4 separate regions of the Gossypium hirsutum genome follow, and regions 1, 3 and 4 are each linked to region 2. A link is a contact called in public Hi-C data. All regions are on one chromosome and are shown on one strand. Each heading gives the region's core, a stretch centred on a gene start, on an enhancer-like site or on the middle of the called end of the contact. The rest is flanking DNA. Distances are from core to core; before and after follow the strand shown.

Region 1 (2,700 bases), core at 189-2,688, 370 kb after region 2:
TATAAAAATTAATACGAGCAGGTCAGGCTTAGGCAAAATTTTAGGTCCATTTTTCAAGTCAAGCTTGGCCCAAGTCTAGCAAACGGGCCTAAAATTTTGGTTAGACCAGGCCCGGCCCATGAGCACCTCTATATACAAGCTCAATATTATATTTATTAAGTTTTATTATTTATTTATTACGAGTTTTGGATAATTTTTAAGTATTTTAAGTTATTTAGGAGTTTTATGTCAATAAGAAAGTTTAGCTTTGAAACTACTTCTTGTTTAAGGTAATTAGAGTTTTAATATACTTAAGAGCTTTATTTAGATGTATTTAGCTAATTTATATAAAGGCCTCTTCATTGTACACAAATCAATTCATGATTATTCAACAACTTCTCTTTGAGTTTTTCTTTTCAAGAATTTTTCTTGAGTTTTCTTGCCAAGTTTTCTTTCTTGGAGGGGAAATTAGAGCCGTTTGAAGGGGGTTGTGGATCCATTTTATTTCCAAGGCTCCTTAGGATATCTACATGCCACATTTCATCTTTTTCATCTATCTTCTTTATTGTTCTGTTTTATTTATCTTAATTATTATTTTAATCGTTTTCTTTATTTTTTTTATTTGACTTGGATTCGTTTGTTTTTTAGTGTCAAAATTTAAGTTGTTTTAAATGTCTGGAACCCTAAGTCAAATCCGCAACTTGGACAAACTTACAATCCTCTTTCGCACTCATCCTCTCTCATCCCTATCAAAAAAATCTAAATTCTATCCCTCCATCCAAAATTTTTGAAATAACTTATTCAAAAAATTTTATCAAACTAATCTTAAATTGAAGCAAAATTTGATAATAATAAAAATTCAAGGTGTTACATTCACAAGCTACAAAAGGTGTTGCAACATTCTTTGCCTTTGATATTGGCAAGGCCGCCACTTGTTGCTTTTTTGAATTCCACACAATTGCTCCATTGCTACTTGCCCAATCACTATCTATAACGCTAGTTATTTGAATTTTGATATTCGGTTGTTTTTTAACATATCTCAAAATTTTCTTTAAAGTTCTAAGGTGAAGCTTGCTGCATAAATCTTGACACAACTTTAACAGAGAAAGCATTGTCTAACCTTATAAGGGACAATTAGTTTATATTACTAACATGATTTCCGCAATTTGTGATATTTACCGTTTCAACACCATTGTCACAACACAACTTCTTACTAATATTCATGAATGTCGCTGTGGCTTTATAATTCACCATATTAAACTTATTCAAAAGATCCCTTGCATCAACGTAATGCAATAAACCCAAATCAAACATCTCAAAGCATTCACTTTGTTTTGCAGCTTCTTCAAAGCAAATGGGATCTGAAACATGTAAAGCAACGTTGCAAGAATGTGTACTTTCTTTCCATTCAGCCTGTCTTCTAGAGCTATATATTGGTCTTGAACCTGCAGCCTTATTAGCCTTTTGGGCCTCCTAAGATTTCGTTAAGATTCAAAAGCCTATAGGGTTGGGTATTGTCCACTCCTTCCAGTGTTCATTCTTCATTATCACATGACTTTCCATTTCTCTGGAGGGATATCCCTTTTCTGAAGTAACTTGGCTTGTAACTTAGCTACTACAGAATAAGAGTAAAGCTGCTTATTTTTAACAAGCTACGTCTAGTTCATGAATGTCAGCTTGTTCTCCACCGTGTTGCATGGATTCTGGATAGGATTTCGGACATGGTTTGCTATGTATTTGACAAAATTTACATTAATTTTGAGGCCCAAACCTCAAAATATAATTTTAACGAACAGTGAAATGTTCAAAGAAATAAGTTTAAAATACTAGAGCTATATTAGGAAAAAAAAAATGAAGAACCCATATGTTATAGCCCATCGAAAGAGGTAGAAATGGAGCAGGTCTAATGGCCAATTATGACCATAATGGTTTATATCTCCAAATTCCCAACAATTAGTAGTCGTTCCCTTTAGCCAAAATAGTGACTTCTAGGAGTTCATGAATGCATATTCGTCGAAGTTATTTATAATATTAATATTGGAGTATTCGTATTCTGGTCTTTGGCAGTTACAAAACGTTGCTTCTGACTTTTCTTTATATATAAATATATTTTCATGTATCGGTATTTGTGATTCATGTTAAATGCGTATCTGAATATAGATATTGGAGACACTTGTTGTAGGTTGCAAAATCTAGAAAAGTTAGAGAGGGATTTGCCGTGCGTATAGGTAAAATTGGATCAACGTCCATGAGTTGCTATCAACATTCAACTTGCATGTTGGCTTTGTCCCGACGTGTAATAGGCAGTGGTTAGTATGTTTTTTGCGTGTCAAAGGACGCGTGTGTTTTGGGGTTTGGTGATGGTTTAGTATGAGGTGTGATAGCATTTGACAAGAAATAGAAGCATTGGAAATCCCTAGTAAAAACCATTTTCAACCATTCAGTTCATACCCACTGAATAAGACACTGAAAGCAAAGCTCAAGTAATTCGGGACGAAATGAGATGGTACTCTCTTATGCCCACAAGAACTCGTTCATTTGACTTAGCTTCTCTGTTTCTGTACTTCATTCTTCGGCTGATGAGGAAACATTTCATAAGCTTCTCATTACTTTAATATGGTATTTGAGTTTTTTTTTGTCTAACTTCATGGTTTTCGATTCTCACATATATATATATATATATTATCCTTTCGCTCAAACGAGTATATTCTTGGATCTTCA
Region 2 (2,700 bases), core at 8-2,507:
CCAAAAATAAGTGAACATCTGACAAAGATTAAAATATATGTCATATATTTTGGGTAATTCGAGTAATTCAGTTATTGTTCAACGACATATTGAATTAATCAATAACCAAAAACATCATAACCAACTGAATAACTAAATTGGTTTAGGTCTAGGCAAGCTAAATCCGTTTTCACTGAATAGTGCGAAGCCCAACTAAGGTCATCGTTTAAACAACGCATGGAACACACACAAACATGAGAACATAACTACAGTGTTCTCACCATATGGGCGGTTTAGTTACAAACAGGAGAAAATTAACTGAGTGATCTCAGTATAGAGGCCGTGCCATAAACATCTCAAATCTCAATGACATCATACTACTCAAAAAATAATTCCAAATTTGATAAAAGCACAAAAGAAAACATAACACCATCAAAACAAATTTTATCATGCAAAGCATTTCACAGAAACAAAAACACAGCAACTTCTCCTTAAGAACAAGTATCCTACAGGTGTTTCTGCTTCCTGAACAGGCGGGGCATACTCAGGATCTCCTGGCTCAGCAAAGTGACTCACAAATTGTGCCATTCCTAACAAAGACAAACGAAGCAAAACAAGTCAGTAAATGTCAAATTTAAATTAAAACTCCAAATGCACGAAAAAGACCTGTATACGGAGGGCATTTTCTCTTCTCAGGAGGCGGTTTAAACTCCAACGGAGGTCGTGGTTCAAAAAGCTTCAAAAGGTTAGCTGTTAAACCAGTAGGATGGCTTTGGCCAATCTGCAAAGTAAACAAATTTGTATTTTACCATCTTTTACCCAAAAACAAATCAAAATCACCATATATTTTTTTAGTCGCATCTAATTTTCCAAAAATCCCAGCAAATCTTCATTTAGAAGAACAAAAAAGAAAACTAAATTCATCAAAAGTTTTGAAAATAGAAAGTAGTGAACAGAAAATAAGAATATACAATAATCTTAATCTAACGAGTCGAGATTAAAAGTCATCTTATCACACTCTTCAAACCAAAAAAGAACCCTAAAACAACGAACCAGCTTGAGCTGCTGAATATTGGCGCGGTTCTGAGGGGGTTTAACGCGAGCCTGAACGGCGGCGGCGGCGTTTTGGTTGCGCATGAAGGCATCGTTGTAATCTCCCATGTTGAAGAAGGATCACAGGAGGCTTAGCTAGGGTCTTTTTTCTTTTCCCAAACAAATCGAGGGATTAATGAAAGAAAATGGTAAAGAAACATCTATTAAATAGCTCTTACATAGGGTCGGGTCGGGTCAGCTTAACGAGGGTAAGGTGGTATTAATGATGTGCAAAATTCGATTTCATTCAAAATATATGAATTAACTTTTCAAATTTTAAATTAAGTTATTTATATTAGTTTTAGATACTTAGATTAATTATCTAATAGTTGAATTCTTGTTACTATTTAGTTTCCTTATTTTTAAATTGCAAGGATTTTAATACTTTTATTTTTCAAAAAATTAAAATTATTAATACAATTAAAATTATTCATCATCATAAAATATATTTTTATTACATAACTACGAAATAAGTAATTTTTTTAGTTTTAAAATGTCACACATAAAAAAATACTATTAACAATATTAATAATTAGACTTGAATTTTAAAATTTGAAAAGTATGAATACTAAATTATTATAAATAAAACTAGGGAATTGGATTACAAATTATAAAGAGTGTAGGAACCTAAAGCATATTTTTACCTAATCTATTTTTTTTTGTTCTACATAAAGACTTACTTTATCATGCTTATCAAATATATATATATCAACTTTGGTCTAATGTGTAATTTGATACATAAATTTCAATTTGGTGCAATTATACACATGAAACTTGAATTTATGTATATTTGAAGCTTTAATTTTGATTCAATTTTACATATTTAAAGAAATAATTTTTGTTGCTTCCTTAAGTTGTTTGTTTGATTAAGATGAAAACTGCAATGGACGTACTAGACTGTAATGATTATTACGGTTCGGCACTACGAAAACTATGCAAACAAAAAAACAAATAACACAAATGATATATTTATGTAATTCGGTTTCCCTATGCCTATGGAACCTATGTGAGTAATTTTGTCACACTTTGGTTGCGAGCCGGTACGGTTCGAGAGACTACTGATTTGTCGTAATTCGGTGTAGCAGATTAAACTAGTTTTCTCTTGAATTGTTCTTTATATTTATTCTTTCTATCAAGTTTATATTGTTTATTATATCCATAAGGAACTAATCCTCCTGTGGGGGATTAGCAAGTAGAGATACGATTAATTAACTATTTTTAGGGGTTTTTAAGTGGATCAACTGTTCAAGAGAGGAAGAAACTAAACCCTAGGCTTGGAAACCCTAAGAAGTCATTAAGGTGGGAACTAACTCAAATTTGGTATAGCTTATCTGTGAACACTTTAACCCCGAACCGATTTGGACTTTAAAGTCGAGAGATAAGTAGTTTTTGTCGACTCAATATGTAAGTGGAAGATCGGAAGATCCTACTGGGGTATTGACTAGTTGATTGAACAAGAAAACTCAAAAGCGACAGTTGGTTATGATTATAGAAGCAAGCTAATAATCCACGACCATATTTGATATATTTTGCTCTTTGATCTATTGTGTTTTATTTATTTCTTTGTTTTCTTTTATTATTGTTATTAGTATAGATCACCGAAACCTTCTTTTTATTTATCGTAATATA
Region 3 (2,700 bases), core at 197-2,696, 510 kb after region 2:
TTACTTATCTACATGGTAATTACATTGGACAAATTTCTTTGATGGAAGGAAGTTTATAAATAAGCCCCTAATTCAGGTGATTAAAGAATAGACATTGTTTTCCATCATGAGAGATTGATAATTTCACAACGTAGTTTGTATTTCAACATTGGCTATGACTAGAGGTTAGTACCTTTATTAGTTTATTATGCTTTCGCATCAATACAATAATTTCTATTCATTGAGGAACTATTTTTGTGAGAAAATACAAACTTTATTAGTTTGTGTTTCAAAATTGATATATGTTTTGAGGCTTGTCTAGGTTAATGTATGAGAGCTTATTGAGAGCACTTGAATCTATTCATCGAGGATCTGTTTTTATGAGAGAGTGCAAACTATATTGTAAACATTGAAGTGTTTACTGCCCAAGTTCTCAGAGGGAGGATTTAGAGGTGAGCATTCTAGTCTTTAGGTACAAATGTGAGATCTCTATACTTGGGGAGTAATAAAGTGTGAATCAGTTATTGTATTTGATTGAGCCAAGGCATACATACGCCGAGTAGAGAAAATTGCAAATAAATAAACATGAAGTACAATGTTCTGCAAGTGTGACAAGTCAGGTGTAATAAGTGTACAATACGATACTTAGAGTATTCCAAGGATCAAACCTAAAGAAGATTGAGTGATATGATGGATTAATAAAGATAAAAGCATGTGATTAAGGAGGCTAACTAGCTAATGGCTAGAATAAATTATACAAAAAACGATAAAAAAATTGAATTAAACTAAAATATAATTTAAAGGACTAAAGCGAAAAAATACTAAAGTCAGAATAATTATCGAAGAAAATATAGCAGTTGATTAATATCTTCAATAATTAATTCTCAAGTTAGGGTTCTAAATTAGTCAATTTTAATTGGTTCAATTTACCTAATTAGATGATATAGTCTTATTTATCTCTCAATCTTACTAAGCTAGATAGGGATAGTCGAATTCATGCTCAATAAGATATCCTCTCGGTCTCACTTATCTAATTGTTCCCCTAGATTCATCAATTCTAGGTTTCTAAGTTTATTCGATTTAGTCCATATTCTTACAATTTAGTTTCTAAACCTTATATTAAATAATTGACATTTCAATTAATCAACTACAATAGGAATTAGTTCATACCCATTGTAAGTACCCAAATCTGCCCGAGCCCAACAACCAAAAATCAATCCCGAAACAAAACAAAAATATTAAAATCCAAATCAAAAGGCCATCAGTCCAAATATTACAAAACAGCCCAAAACAATTACAATGGCCCAATACCCAAAAAACCCAATTCTAAGCCCAAACAAACCCATAACCCAATACCCAAATAAAACAAATCGGGCCCAAGCGGCCCAAGACCAGATTATCCACAGAAACCCTAGGGTTTCCACCTTAGCGCCGTAGCCTCTAGCCTCCGTACGCTCCCATGCACGACCTCCGTACTCCCCAGCGCCGCTCGTGCCTCTACGTCCTCCCCCATCTGCATGAAGACAAAAACAGCACAGCACAACAGCAAAAAAGAAAAAAGGAGACAAGAAAATATTGTATTTTTCTTTATTTTTCTCATTCGGCTATAAAGCCATCTTCTTTTTCAATTGTATGGGACGCACACTAAAATATACATATTGAATACAACAAAATCGAATTAAAATTATTGGAAAGGTTATTCTCGATCCTTTTTTTTATGTGTGTTTCTTTCTTTTGATTTTGCATGTGGCTCGAATATAAGAAAATAAAAGAACGTTTATCGTCGTAAATAGGCCATCGAAATTCTTGTCTCCTTCACCGAAATCGAAGTTTGGGATGAGATTTCTAAGGGCTGAAATTGATAGGTCTTGAGTTAAGACTCTAATCGAAGTGCGCGCATGTTGATCTCCATCGAATCGTAGTGGTGGCAATTGATTTGCTCAAGTTTTGGGATTAGCCGAATGGTGGTAATGGCTTTTAGGGTTCTTTTTACTCTGATTTCTTTAGAAAGGGAAAGAAATGGTGGCTGTGTTTCACTAGGGTTTTGTTTTTGCCTTTTAAAGGGTATAAAGCGACGACGTTTTAAGCCAATCTCAATGGCTACAAAACGGCACCGTTTCAAGAGCCATAACCCGATCACCCGACCCGTGCCTGGATAGGATCCGCGCTTTGGTCTTTGAGGGTTATTTGCGCGTTAGGTCCCTCTATTTCTCGTTGGTGTCTGATTGGGCCCTCTGTGCATCTTCTTTGTTTTTTTAATTTTTTCTAGAGATTTGCGCGTTATCGCAATTTAATCCGCGCCTAAACGCAGTGTTTTGGGATCTGGTATATTGCCAGTTTTGATCCCCGCACGTTTGCGTGCATTGCGCTTTAGTTCTTCTTTTAATTTTAGTAGTTTATTTTATTTATCAAGTATCCTTTTTAGTTTAATTTTATTTTAATTGAGTCCTTTTGATTTGTATAATTTATTATTATTTTTATTTATTAACTTAATACCTTTTTTTTTACATGTATATACATACTTTTTTTGAGTCATCATGGTAATTTTACCCCCTTTTTTTCATATAAAATCTTTATTTTAAAGTTTCTTTATCATATTGTTTTAAATTTTTTTTGTATAATACCTCATTTAAATATTCATATATATATTATTATGCATATATAATTCATGAAAAAATTAGTTTTTATTCTATATATTATTAATTCTATGTTACTTTACAT
Region 4 (2,700 bases), core at 149-2,648, 400 kb after region 2:
TCAGAACTCATGTTTAATAAAATATAAATTCATAATAAATTAAAGAGATTATTTATGCTTGACAAAACTCGAACTTATGAGTGTGCATTTAATTAAATTCAAATTTTATATATCAATAACTAAATAAATTGACGAAACACTCGTAACTAAATAAATCCAACTAATTCTATTGTTAAAACTAAATTAGCGAATTTATTAGATTTGGTTCAATAATTTTTTAATTTTTATATTTTACACCTTTTAAGATTATAAAATAAAATAAAGAATAACCAAATTATAAATCATAAATTTTATTGTTATATAATTGTTGATTGAATTATTTATTGTTTGATTATACTAAATAAAAAGGTTAATATGTAAATTTGTCACTTTAAGTTAATATTGAAATTTGTCACTGTACTTTATTTTTATTAATATTTATCATTATGCTTTTAAGCTAAAGATAAATTTGTGATTATATTTTAATTTTATCTTGAATTTTATCAATTTTTATTTTTTGTTTAATTGAATTTCGTCACTAAAATTCAATTCTTGATTGAGTTTTACTCTTTAATTTTAATTTAGAAGACAAATTTAATAAAAATAAATATTAAAATAATAACTTAATATAGCATCAACAATTGATAAAAACTTTTACTAATAAAATAAACTTAATATTTTTTATTTTTCAAATCTTTCTTTTATGAAATAAAAATTCTTTTAATATTTTATAAATTAATTTATTGTTAATTACTAAAGTAAAATATTATTTTCAAATCATGAAAATTAATATTAAACGGTAAATTTTAATTAAAAATCAAGAATTCAAAGTGAAAGTTAATTAGATCATATTCTAAAAATATTAATTAAAAGAAAGCATAGGTAAAATAAGAAGGCAAGAAATTTGGGAAAAGACATGTATTATCGGATTAAGATAAAATTATTATATTAAATAATTGATAAGTGAGAAAAGTTTGATATCAATTTAATTAATTAGGAAATTGTGTAGGGTTGATGTAATCTTATTTTAATTTTTGGATTCTGCGTTTAGGTAGTTAAGTTGGGGTATTAGGAAAATGATCCCGCGTTGCGGGATGATTTACTTATATCATCAAATTAATTTTTTTGTGTTTAATTAAATTGGATAATAAAATGTGTTGGGTTTTCTCTCATCCGCAACTCTTGGTCAAATCAAGACTGCGTGTCCGGACTCGGCCGCTTATCCTTCAATCAACCATCGATTCATGATCATCCAACGGTATCCAATGATCACAGACATCACAGACGTGTGAGTCAATCCGAGTAGAGTTAGAGAGCATCACTGTCTTAACCTGTCATTGGCTTAAAGCCGACCAAGAACAACCTGATTCTTGATAGCATTGCCATAGACTACTCCTTTTATTTTATTTTATTATTATTTTTTAAATCTATAAATAAAAAATAAAAAACAAGAAACTTTCCTTTTCTTTCGACTCTAACCAGTTCTTATTCGCAAAAAGACTTTCATTGTCCAAAGAAACGAAATCAACAGCTTCTTTATTGGCAACTTCTGCTTTCCTGATATAAAGATTTTCTTAATTTCCATCTCTGGTTTTTGGTTTTCTTAGTTCCCTACAAGTTCTAATTGTCACTCACTTCTCTTGCTGGTTTATTGGAGGAATTTTCTGTTTTCATTTCTGGGAATCTCTTACTTCTTTTTTTTTTTAACCACTGTTTTCATCCATGGTGGTAAACATGGTTTTTTGAGTGTTGGGTGTTGTCATCAAGAGCAAAAAAAAAGTGGCTTCTTTTTCTTTTTTGGTGATCAAGAAGACCATGCAATCCATTTGGTCATCTTTAAAGCTTCTTCTGAACTATTGTTTCCTTTTCACCCTGCTTATCTATGGAAGAGCTGCAAGACAACTACTTTTGATGCCTTGAATTCTACACACTTTCTGCTAGTGAGAGTCTCTGTTTTCTTTTTCGTTTTTTTTTTCTGGGGGCTAAATGATATATTCTCTAAAGTTGTAGCTATTTTGCTTTACAAAAACCTAGTCTTTGGCACCGGTGGTTCAATTTCTCTATATTTGGTGTTGGTCTATAGCTTCACAAATAAACATACAGCGAAAACAAGCAGCATCTCTTTTGGTGTTGGTCTATAGCTTCACAAATAAACATACAGCGAAAACAAGCAGCATCTCTTTATCATTGCTCTAGCTTCCACTTGCACTAAGGTGAGTTTTCTCTTCCCCTTCCCTCCCAACCTGGTTTCCCCCTTCCCGTATCATGATCAAGTTCAAAATTAATATAAAAAAGAACAAAAAAATCCTACATCTTTATGAAAGAAAATTCAAAAGCATACTTAAAATAAGTCTAATTATGCATAATCTTTTTCTTTTTGGTGGTGTGTGGGGTACATAGAAAAGTCTGGTCGATATGTTTTGCATATCTTTCTTCTTTGACTGCAAGTTTCACGGTGATGCCACTATAAAAAAAACCCTTTTCATCCCTTAATTGTTCTTTTTTTATTATCTTAATTGACCTCTGGTAAATCGTTTCTAACCATTTATATCATTGTGATAAGTTTCTACGTAAACCCGTGCTGTTTTGCTTTTTCTTTATCTTAATTGACCTGCTTGACTTAATTTCTGTTTCTTTTATCAGGTTACTATCTGTTGAATGGGGACTGAAGCAGTGGAGACTTCATCGTATCCTTGTTCCTTTCAGGTAAAATGGTAAATT

What was found. A called contact is a pair of places that touch in the nucleus more often than the background predicts.
Region 1: a Hi-C map of leaf shows a contact between it and region 2, with 2.1 times the contacts expected there. The contact joins the enhancer-like site here to the promoter of LOC107900632 in region 2. A contact is called at or near these places in 7 of 34 Hi-C or Micro-C datasets (callus, hypocotyl, leaf and 1 more).
Region 3: a Hi-C map of leaf shows a contact between it and region 2, with 2.1 times the contacts expected there. The contact joins the enhancer-like site here to the promoter of LOC107900632 in region 2. A contact is called at or near these places in 3 of 34 Hi-C or Micro-C datasets (leaf and petal).
Region 4: a contact with region 2 is called in a Hi-C map of leaf, with 1.7 times the contacts expected there. The contact joins the promoter of LOC107897627 here to the promoter of LOC107900632 in region 2. A contact is called at or near these places in 8 of 34 Hi-C or Micro-C datasets (anther, hypocotyl and leaf).

The regions. Positions count from the first base shown.
Region 1 is chrA10:19,486,088-19,488,787 of Gossypium_hirsutum_v2.1, forward strand. No RefSeq gene overlaps it. Among protein-coding and RNA genes, the nearest start is that of LOC107897627, 32 kb to the right of the region's middle. Within about 2 kb of position 1,439, at least 3 of the 9 cell types and tissues checked have an H3K27ac peak or open chromatin away from gene starts, as enhancers often do. A contact at or near this core is called in hypocotyl and leaf, where this site is marked.
Region 2 is chrA10:19,113,801-19,116,500 of Gossypium_hirsutum_v2.1, forward strand. LOC107900632 (U1 small nuclear ribonucleoprotein 70 kDa) reads right to left here and starts at 1,258. Exons shown (of 10, transcript XM_016826302.2): 1 at 1,033-1,258; 2 at 646-760; 3 at 490-569. The coding sequence starts at 1,140.
Region 3 is chrA10:19,621,120-19,623,819 of Gossypium_hirsutum_v2.1, forward strand. No RefSeq gene overlaps it. Among protein-coding and RNA genes, the nearest start is that of LOC107897621, 3.7 kb to the left of the region's middle. Within about 2 kb of position 1,447, at least 9 of the 9 cell types and tissues checked have an H3K27ac peak or open chromatin away from gene starts, as enhancers often do. A contact at or near this core is called in leaf, where this site is marked.
Region 4 is chrA10:19,517,621-19,520,320 of Gossypium_hirsutum_v2.1, forward strand. It overlaps LOC107897627 (U-box domain-containing protein 5), which reads left to right and starts at 1,399. Exons shown (of 6, transcript XM_016823140.2): 1 at 1,399-2,192; 2 at 2,623-2,685. The coding sequence starts at 2,638.